Linked DNA regions of Gossypium hirsutum: regions 1 and 2 are each linked to region 3. A link is a contact called in public Hi-C data. All regions are on one chromosome and are shown on one strand. Each heading gives the region's core, a stretch centred on a gene start, on an enhancer-like site or on the middle of the called end of the contact. The rest is flanking DNA. Distances are from core to core; before and after follow the strand shown. Region 1 holds the start of LOC107897548. Region 2 holds the start of LOC107897547 (probable serine/threonine-protein kinase At1g54610). Region 3 holds the start of LOC121207959.

The links. Hi-C and Micro-C count contacts between places; a contact is called where the count stands out from the background.
Region 1: a Hi-C map of leaf shows a contact between it and region 3, with 3 times the contacts expected there. The contact joins the promoter of LOC107897548 here to the promoter of LOC121207959 in region 3. A contact is called at or near these places in 2 of 34 Hi-C or Micro-C datasets (both in leaf).
Region 2: a contact with region 3 is called in a Hi-C map of leaf, with 1.9 times the contacts expected there. The contact joins the promoter of LOC107897547 here to the promoter of LOC121207959 in region 3. A contact is called at or near these places in 2 of 34 Hi-C or Micro-C datasets (both in leaf).

The regions. Positions count from the first base shown.
Region 1 is chrA10:22,106,296-22,109,753 of Gossypium_hirsutum_v2.1, forward strand. It overlaps LOC107897548, which reads right to left and starts at 1,982. Exons shown (of 9, transcript XM_016823035.2): 1 at 1,737-1,982; 2 at 1,551-1,633; 3 at 1,150-1,322; 4 at 839-932; 5 at 612-722; 6 at 416-505; 7 at 208-293; 8 at 15-79. The coding sequence starts at 1,890.
Region 2 is chrA10:22,212,483-22,215,819 of Gossypium_hirsutum_v2.1, forward strand. LOC107897547 (probable serine/threonine-protein kinase At1g54610) reads left to right here and starts at 1,288. Exons shown (of 7, transcript XM_016823034.2): 1 at 1,288-2,008; 2 at 2,107-2,391; 3 at 2,474-2,791. The coding sequence starts at 1,634.
Region 3 is chrA10:21,590,430-21,593,849 of Gossypium_hirsutum_v2.1, forward strand. It overlaps LOC121207959, which reads left to right and starts at 1,254. Exons shown (of 2, transcript XM_041078505.1): 1 at 1,254-1,515; 2 at 1,561-2,288. The coding sequence starts at 1,254. The coding sequence ends at 2,288.

The DNA of each region.
Region 1 (3,458 bases), core at 732-3,231, 520 kb after region 3:
AAATAAGAAACCACCTGTAAAGCCTTGGAACTTTTTGTCAAATTTCCCACTTTTATCAACCAAATCCATTACTTCTTGCCTGCAGAAAAAGTAACAGAGTGTTACCAACTTGAGAAGTCGGCAAAATAAACAATTTCGATCATAAATAGCATTGCAAGAAATATATTGACACAAGTTGTCATATGTGCTATTGTAAAAGAAGACAACCTAGACAAAGGATGATTGTCACAACCCAAGAAAATCCGACCCCGAAGTTTCTTCTTCAGAATAGTGACTGAGAGGGAAGCTGCATCCTGTGACACCAAGTATACAAATCGAAATCAACATTCCAATTACCAAAATGAATTCTGCAAATCTCGAAAGAGAAATTGTCTCTACAAACGAAAAACAAATAGAGATGTAAATGAATTTTCACCTCATAGTGTATAAGATTCAAGATGTGATCAGGACGAGCATCAACGGTCCCCTTATGCAACCAATAGAAATGTGCACCTCTATCCATTTTGTATAAAATGTTAAGGTTATCATGAAAGCAATATCGGTGACATCCACAAGTCTATGAAACATATAAACACCTCTCTTTGGTAATTTAAGTCCAAGAAAAAGGATATATATAGTCCAGCCAACCTAACGACACAACCGTCAAATTCCAGCACCACTTTTTCAGCCTTGAGAAGGGTATCTGTTCTAGGGCTTCTCCCAATCGGCACAGTTGGTGTGTCCTGACAAGAAAACAGATGGTGGTAATGGATATTAATGCATCCCAATATCATGAAAATTTGGAAGAACAATAATAAAGTGTTATAAGCAAACAATGTTTTATGTTAGATGCAAATACCTCATCACAAGGTCCATTGTCATTGCAATCATACGGTGCAGAGCTCGATGTGAATACAAACGAACCTTCACCATTCCAGCTTAAAGCAGCCAATCTGATAGACTCAAAGCCAAATCGATAACACCAACTCAGTTCGTAGAGACTAAATAACCAATCAAGATTTTGCCACAAACAAAAAAAAGGTAAAATTCCAGATCAAAGTAAGTTTTGCCGAAGTTCCTCCTAGCTCCTATATGACTACTACCATACAACACCAACATGGCTAGTGACTAGTGAGTGACAATTCACCATGAAAATCTTTAAAAAGTTACCTAATATCACCAGCATAATCTGGGGTTTTTGAAGGAGGAGCACAAAAAATCACATAGGGGAACTTCTGATCTGTTTTAGTCTCCTTAAAAAATGGATTAATCCCCAGCAAGATTAATTCATTGTGGTGGTCCGTCGTCACAGTCTGCCCGTAAATTTGACATCCTGGATGTTCCTGCTTCCACAAATCATGTAATTCACACATATGACTAAATGGCTAGACCCTACCGATTGAGTTTTAGTTCACTTGGCACCATTGCTAGAAATAGACATTGTAAAAAAGAGCTAAACCCTATCAATTAGCTAATTGTTATCATTATTCAAGAAAACCCTTCAAATTTCAACCTCTGAAACTAAAATGAATGATGATGTTTAGGCAATCAAACAGTTGGTTTGGTTTTACCTCCCTCCATTTTTCAGCCACCAAGCGACCAAGAACACCTGGTCCCACTATTAGCAGATCATTCTCTCCCACCATTGCTTTCCCTGCCACATTCAAACAAAAAAAGAAAAACGAAAATCCCAGATTAAATAAAAGAAAAGTCACCGCAATATGTAAAAAGAAAGCAAAAGGGAATATCAAATAGACCAGAGGTGGAGGAAGCTGAGACTTGAAGAGAAGAAGAAGAGAAGTTGAAACTTTGGAAAATTGGGATTGGTTTCTTGAAAAAGGGTTGAGATGAGGGAGAAATTGAGTTTTTCGACAGAAATATGAAATTACTGACGCAAGAAATGGTTCCCATTTACTTAAAAAAAATGAAATTAAAAGAAAAGGGACTGTGTCTTTCTATTCTGTTCTTTTTTGAACATAGACTGTCTGTCTTACTCTGCCTGTCAATTTTTTATCATTTTATTGGTCCTTTCAGGCAAATACTTAAAGAAAGAGGATTTTCGTTCTTGGTAACCACCAATGATTTTATAACGCGTGGCATGTTGGATTGTTACTTGGTAGTATGTCAGAATCTGATTGGAGGATTTTTCTGTTTACTCTTTTCGATTTTAAAATTTATTTTAATATTTTAATATTTATACCTTGAAAGTTAATTTAAATAGTACTCTTGAAAAGTTTAATTTAAAATTTAAAATTTTAACATCGTTATTAAAAAGTATTTTTAAGAAATAAAATATTTATTTTAAATATTTTATTATCAAGTAATAAATATGTAATTAAATAATATTTAAATTAGTTATTGTTATTATATTTTAGTATGAATATAAAAAATTATTATAACTTGTTAATATTTTAACATATGAAATATAAATTTTAAATATTTTTAAGTAATAAATATTAATTATTTATAAAATTTAATTAGAATATATAAACTATATTTTAAATATTTAAATATAACCATGAAATATTTGTAATTAGTATTTTAAAAAATATTTTTTTATTTTAAATTAATTATTTTAGCACATTTGTAATTAAACACAAAAAAAAGAAAGTACTATGTTATTACAGAAGTAGAAAAGTAATTAAACACCAAAAATACTTTTGGAAGGAAAAAAGCTAAAAATTTTAGTTTATCCTTTTCAGATGTGTTTTTCAAAAGCATGTTTGAAAACTAAAAATTTCAGCCAAAAGCAAGTTATTTAGTACAGTTTTTTTTTCTAAAAGTGTTTTTTGAGCTAGAAGTGTTTTTTTAAGCACTACTAAAAAGGCCCTAAATCTCTATATCAAAGATAAAATAGGTTTTTTAGCTATCAATATTTATAGTCTTCTATCAATTTGGTCATTAAGTACATGAAAATTTTAAAAATTAATTTTTTCATATTTTAAATAAAAATATAAAATTTTAGAAACTTGTAGTTTTTTAAATAAAAAATTATAATTTTTAAAATAATAAACAATTATGAAAAAATAAAAAAAGCTTTAAAATTCAAAAAAATAAAAATAAAATTGATTTTAAGATATAAAAAATTCTAAAATTCAATGTTATCTAAATCGGATTGAACTAATGGTTGACCTACGAATGGTACAAATTGGTTGAATTGTGCTAAAAAATTGGTTGAAACTGCAATTGAACTGATTTCGAATTGATCTAACTAATGGGTTTCCAAAACGACAGATTATTTAGCAAATATTATTAAAGAATCTAAAATATTATAATATTAAAAAAATTATAAAAATCGGTTTGATTGTTAGTTCAATTGAATTTTTATCATGATTAAACCCATATGTATTGGTTCATAGGTTAACCGCTTATTAAAATTTTTAAACATTTTTAGCCCCCAACATTGATAATTTTTATCAGTTTGGTTCATACCCTTTAAAAGTATTTTTTTAAAAATAAAAAAATTCATATTTTAAACA
Region 2 (3,337 bases), core at 38-2,537, 620 kb after region 3:
ATCATTGTCTTAAAAAATGAATAAATAAATTTGGATAATGTGATGGACATTATTTTTCTCATTTGCATACATTAATGTCTAATATGATATATAAAAAAAAGTATACTATGATTTAAGAATAATGTTATAGATATATTTGTTGAAGTATCATATACTTGCTTGGTAAGGTAGATTCAACTAAATTTAGATTGAGTTTTATTTAAGGTTTTTAAGTATAAGTTCAATTAGGTCAGATCCAAAATATTAGGTAATTAATAAAATTAATTTAATTTAATTTTAAATAAATTTCAATTTTAATCTTTTATTTTTATTAAAAAAAAGTAAACTTTTATATAAAATTATAGAAAGCAATTGAATTTAACTTCATCCATAAATAGATATGATAATAACTCACACTCTTTATTATCATTTAAAAATTTTCTTTAAGAATTGAACAAAATTATTTTCCTTTTAAGTTTGTTAAATTCATTAGGTGGGTCCATTAATCCAATTTAAGCACATATTCATTATTCTACAGAATTATAATTTTGCATTAATGTAATATTTATAGGTTTAACTATGAAATTGACCTCAAAATTATATTAATTTTCTCAATTAAGTATCAAAAGTTTTTTTTATTTATCAAAAGTGATATATAGACTATTAATTTCGTTTCATTGTCCTTAAAACGTGTATGACGTCTAATAAGAATATGTCAAATGTTGCATTCTTATTAATAGATATAGTGTTTTGAGGTAAAAAGAGGCGAGATTAATAATTTAGTACTACTTTTGTCAAAAAAGCAGAGAGTTAAATTTGTATTTAAGCCATATTTACATGATCACATTTAATGAAAAAACTAAATTAAAAAAAGGGAATATACTCTTTTCTATTCAAAATTTTTCTTTATAATCCAAGTGGCAGATTTTGAGTGGCTCACGGTTGCTCCCCTGTTAAGCACGGGGCCAAGTACTCCACCTGAAAGAGGAACAAAATCAAAGAGACACCACTGTCTTGTGGAACCCACTACATCTCTACCACCACCTTATCCAATCATGTTCTTACACGTCACAACCAGACCCCGCATGATAAAATCACAATCATTCCCTCTCAACGTGGCAAATTATAATTGGTTACACTTCCTCATAACACCGAATCTCCCGCAGTTAATTAAATCCCCCAAAAAACAAAATTTTAATCTTTCTGAAAGAGAGTCTAAGAAACAATACCAGTGCAAAATAAATAAACAATTAATTAAAAAAATAAACACTGGAAAGCAGAAAGTAGAAACAGATCCAAAAAATCTTTATTTAAAAAAAATCTTAAATTTCTTGAAATTCTTCAAATCTAAAAAGAGGAAAAAAAAAGGGTAGTTGAATTTTACTGTTATCAGCTTTTTATAGCTGAAATTTGTTGACTGTGCCACAATTTGTGGGACTTAAGTCTTAATTTTTTTTAAAAAAAATCATTGCAAGCTTTGCTTTTTTTTTGGGGGGGGGGGGTCATAAAGAAAGTTGGGTCACACACATTTCATTACTACATTCTCTGAATTAATCTCTCAGAAAACTTTTTTTAGGGTTTTGTGTTCGGATGGAGACAAAGTGTGAGAAAATGTGGGAATGTGAGGGGAAGGAAGAGGAGATATGAGTGAACTATGGGGTGTGTGTTTGGGAGAGAGGTTTCAGGGAGACCGGTAGGGAGGGAAGAAAGGAAGAGAGAGGAAATTGGTAGGGTTTCCAAAAGGTCGGAGAAGGGTGAAGAGGTTGTTAGAGATGGAAGTAACAGCCAGAGGGTGGAGGAGGAGAAGGCGGAGGAAGAAGAAGCAGCTGCTGCTGCCGCCGCCTTTGCAGCTAAAGCAAGAGCGAAAAGGAAGTCTTCACGGCCAAATCCACGGCTGAGTAACCCACCCAGGCACGTCCACGGCGAACAAGTCGCCGCCGGCTGGCCATCTTGGCTGTCGAACGTCGCCGGTGAAGCCATCAGCGGCTGGACTCCTCGCCGTGCTGATTCTTTTGAGAAGATTGATAAGGTGCCTTAACTTCTTCTCATAGCCTCATTTATGTATTTATTAGTAGTATTTTGCTCCTATGTAATTACTTACGTAGCTTTGTGAATTTGATTGTTTAGATTGGTCAAGGAACATACAGTAATGTGTACAAAGCTAGGGATACTTTGACTGGGAAGGTTGTTGCATTAAAGAAAGTTCGTTTCGATAATTTGGAGCCGGAAAGTGTTAAGTTCATGGCTAGGGAGATTAAGATTTTACGTCGATTGGATCATCCTAATGTGGTAAAATTAGAAGGATTGGTGACTTCGAGAATGTCATGTAGTTTGTATCTTGTATTTGAGTATATGGAGCACGATTTGGCCGGACTCGCTGCTAGTCCGGCTATAAAGTTCACCGAGTCTCAGGTAAAATAAATACTTTTTCGTTTTTATTGCTTATGCTGGTTTTGAATTAAGTTATGGATTTGATTTCTGCTGATATGGACAGGTAAAATGTTATATGCATCAGTTGTTATCGGGGCTCGAACATTGTCACAACCGACATGTATTGCATCGTGATATTAAGGGGTCGAATCTTCTTATTGACAATGGTGGTGTTCTTAAGATAGCGGATTTTGGTTTAGCTTCATTTTTCGATCCTAATCACAAGCAGCCAATGACTAGTAGGGTGGTTACACTTTGGTATCGACCTCCAGAGCTCCTTCTTGGTGCCACCGATTATGGTGTTGGTGTGGATCTCTGGAGTGCTGGCTGCATTCTAGCTGAGTTATTAGCTGGAAGGCCCATCATGCCTGGTCGCACCGAGGTAGTTTAACCTTTTGAATCTAAAGTTTGTTAAGCATGTATTCTTTATGTGCTATTATTTTACTATATGGAAAGCACATTAAGGTGCAAATTTTGTAGCTTTAGTTTATAGAGGCATAAGCTAATTAGCAAATTGAATTTGCTCTAGATTTGGGTGTAGTAGCAATAAAATGTACTTTTCACAACACCAAATTACTCGCTTTTCTTATATATTTTGCAAAATAAACCGTTCTGCAGTTACTGTTATATGAGATAAACTTAATGATTTTGCAGTCCTCGGTTAGCATTTGACTATCGTAATCAAAAGGTCATTGAAATTTGCATTGTCAATTTATTAATTCTCTATGATATTTGATCCTCCTTTCTCTATGGACGTTTTTGACTTGTCTGTATTACACCTATTGGTATAGGACTTGGATGTTGGGCAACATCCAATTTCACTTTGCGGTTTCCTAGTTCTGTTTGAATACTTTTTGAGTTGTCCAGGCAATTCAAGTTCATAATTTGATCCTCTACATTCATCATACCAATGAGTATTAGCATCCTA
Region 3 (3,420 bases), core at 4-2,503:
CATTCTTACTTCTTTTATACATGTATGTCGTTGCCTGTTTTCAGATCATATCCCTTCTCCATTTTGTTTTTTTACTTATTTTAAGAAGAAAAATGGGATATTATCTTACCTGGCCTTTAATTTTCAACAGCTGCACATTTTGATGATTTTTAGATTCAAATATTGGATTTTGTTGTTGATAATATCAAACATCTGAATTTGCTAATTTGGTTTATTTTGAATATAAAATATGTATTTGATGCATGTTTAATTTAATTTTTAAAATTTTCAATATATTTAGTTAATTATATTTTATAATTTATGTACAAATTTAATATATATAACTAAGTTTTTCAAGAAAAGGAAATTTTAATTACGCCATTTTAAATTTTCTATTCTCATAATTAATATTGTCGATTCTATTTATTCAATAAAATTTTCTTTTTGTTATAAAATAAAAGATAGAGAATAAAGAATCAAGAATAAAGAGCAAAACGTATTTTATTGATCAATCAGAATTATTTACAAAAGTTTCTCTAAAATCTCTATTTATAGACATAAAAAGTATAATTTATCTTGATCTTAATAGACATCCACTTAATAACATATCCATAACACTTTTATTGTTGTCCTTCTCTTTATTTTGCTATTTTATGTATAATTAAACGGAAAAATAATTGGACATTTAAATTTTTTTAATTGTGTTCAAGAATTCAAATGTTTATAAAAAAAAAAAAAAGAATGGAGATTTATAAATTGACACGTGGATTGATACTTCTTTTGGGCTCCCTTTAGTTGAGCTGTTTTAAAATAGTGTTGGATCCGTGTCATTTATTTACCCCCATGTGGCATACAATCCCTTTTTCTTTCACCCACATATACAAACACGTGTCATTTCAATTGACATTACTACAAGTTTTCATCCCTGAAAATGGAAAAAAAAGAACTAGAAAATGACATCAATACAACACTAACAACAATTTTAGTTCCAGTCCCCCGCAGATTTTTGCTTTCTGGATTATGTCCCTTTAGTATGTTCAAATAACTTCATGTCTATTATTTTGTTATTAAACTCAGTTTATTTAAAGGGGAGGAAACAAGCAATTAGAGTTGGTTTGCCTTTTGGCACGAATCTCTTTGTCTGCTTTTTGACACGAGTTTTTTTCTTTTGCTTTCTTTTTTGTTTTTCACTGTTTCTGATTTGTCCTTTATTCTATACCCCAGTTTTGTCTTCTTTTCTTCCATTGGTTACGAGGTTGACTTGAAGTTTTGTCATGGAGGAGGAGTTAGCCAACTTGACTTTGTTGGATGAAGAGGAGGAGGCGTTTCAAGAAGATCTAGCGGTGGTGGATCGTAATTATCAGTTTTGCTTGGTGGGGCGCTGTCTAACAGACAGTATTGTTCATTTTCCTTCTTTACGAAATACTATGGCGAATCTTTGGCATCCAATTGGAGGGATTTGTATCACGGACTTAGGAGACAAACGTTATATGTTCCAATTTTTTAATGATGTTGATGTTCAAAGGGTAGTTTCTGGTACGCCATGGTTTTTTAATAAACATTTGCTTATTTTGTAAAAAGTTCAAAATGGTGAAGATCCGACAACACTGGCATTAACTTTTACTGAATTTTGGGTTCAAGTTCATGAATTACCTTCAGGTCTGATGACTGAGACTATGGCCAAACAGTTTGGGGATTTTTTGGGAAAATTCATTGATCATGATACATCCTTGGGGTTTCAAAAATACATCCGAATTCGTGTTCGTTTGGATGTCACTGCACCATTGAAACGTAAGAAGAAGATTCAGTTTGGGAAAATTATGACTGCTTATGCTCAATTTAAGTACGAGAAGTTAAGTCTGTTCTGCTTCATTTGTGGAAAATTAGGGCATGGTAAGAGTTTTTGTCCCTTTCGTCTTAAAATCGAGCAATCAAAAATTATTTTTGACTGGGATTTGTCACTGCGTGCTGTACCGAGACGTCGGAGTACGGTGGTAAGCAGGTGGTTGCGTGAAGCTGATGGGTCACAGTGTCTTGATGATAATATGGAAAGTTTCAGTCAAGGCAATAATTTTAATGTTGCGAGAGATTCTAAGCGGAATTTTGGGGGAGATTTTAAGAATCAAGTATCAAATCCCAATTTAATTCCAATGGGATTAAATCAACAGTTTCCCGTTAATGAGCAGAGTAATTGGCGAAATAAGGGCAAGGATATTTCAAATATGGGTAGGTTGGTCAATGGTCCTATGGACCTAGTCTTGGTGGCGGAAAATGATCGAATAGCTGCGATGGAAGGAAAAAAACGGTAGAGAACTGTGAAAGGTGGTAATAATGTAGGAGGTCCCTTTGAATTAACGGCTAGCTCTGGTGAGCAGAGCAGCCGAGCAGTATGAAAATTTTAAGTTGAAATGTTCGTGGTTTGGGGAGATCACGAACTGTTAAAAAGCTTAAAAGCAATTTGAGAGCCATTAGTCCCCGAATTTTGTTTCTTATGGAAACAAAATTAAGTGAGAAAAAATGGAGATGGTAAGGTTGCAGTGTGGTTTTGAGAATGGAATTGAGATTGGGGTAATAGGAACAAAAGGATGGTTGTCTTTGAGGTGGAAAGGTAATTCGTTGGTCAGGCTTAAGAGCTTTTCCTCTTTTCATATTGATGTTGAGGTCAATGATAATGAATGTGGTGAAGTTTGGCGGTTAACAGGTTTCTATGGGAATCCGGATAGTAGGAGTAGAAATGAGTCTTGGAATTTGCTTCGACAACTAAGTCACGATTGTAGTGTTCCTTGGGTGGTGCTGGGTGATTTCAGCGAAATTACAAATTCTTTTGAAAAAAAAGGTGGCAGACTTCAATCAGCGCGTCAAATGAAGGACTTCCAAATGGCGTTAGAGGATTACAGCCTTAACGACTTAGGATTTGTTGGACGGTGGTTTACATGGGAAAGAGGAAGGGTTTTTGCTACAAATATAAGGGAGCGTTTGGATCGTGGAGTAGCGACGCTGAGTTGGGTGAACCTGTTCCCAAACTATCAGGTAGAGCATTTAAGTCATTCCTTTTCTGATCATTGTCCCATTCTCTTGGACATTATGAGAACGGGATGGAATAATTATGGTAAAACCGATAACCTGTTTCATTTTGAAGCCAAGTGGTGTTTGGAAAATTCATTCGATGAGGTGATTAGGAAATAATGGGCCGAATCTTTAGGAAGTGTGCCATTGAAACTTGAGGCTTTGGGTCATCAGTTACAGGAATGGAGTAGATCTAAGGCCAGAGATGATAAAAAGGTTCGCATGGTTCTAAAAGAACGATTGAATTGCCTCTACAGTCAAGAACCATCTAATGAGATATTGGCTGAAATCACGGATGTCCAATTAGATCTTAATTTGGAGGCTGATAAAGAACTCTTTTGGGAGCAATATGCTCGTGCTAACTGGCTGAAGAAT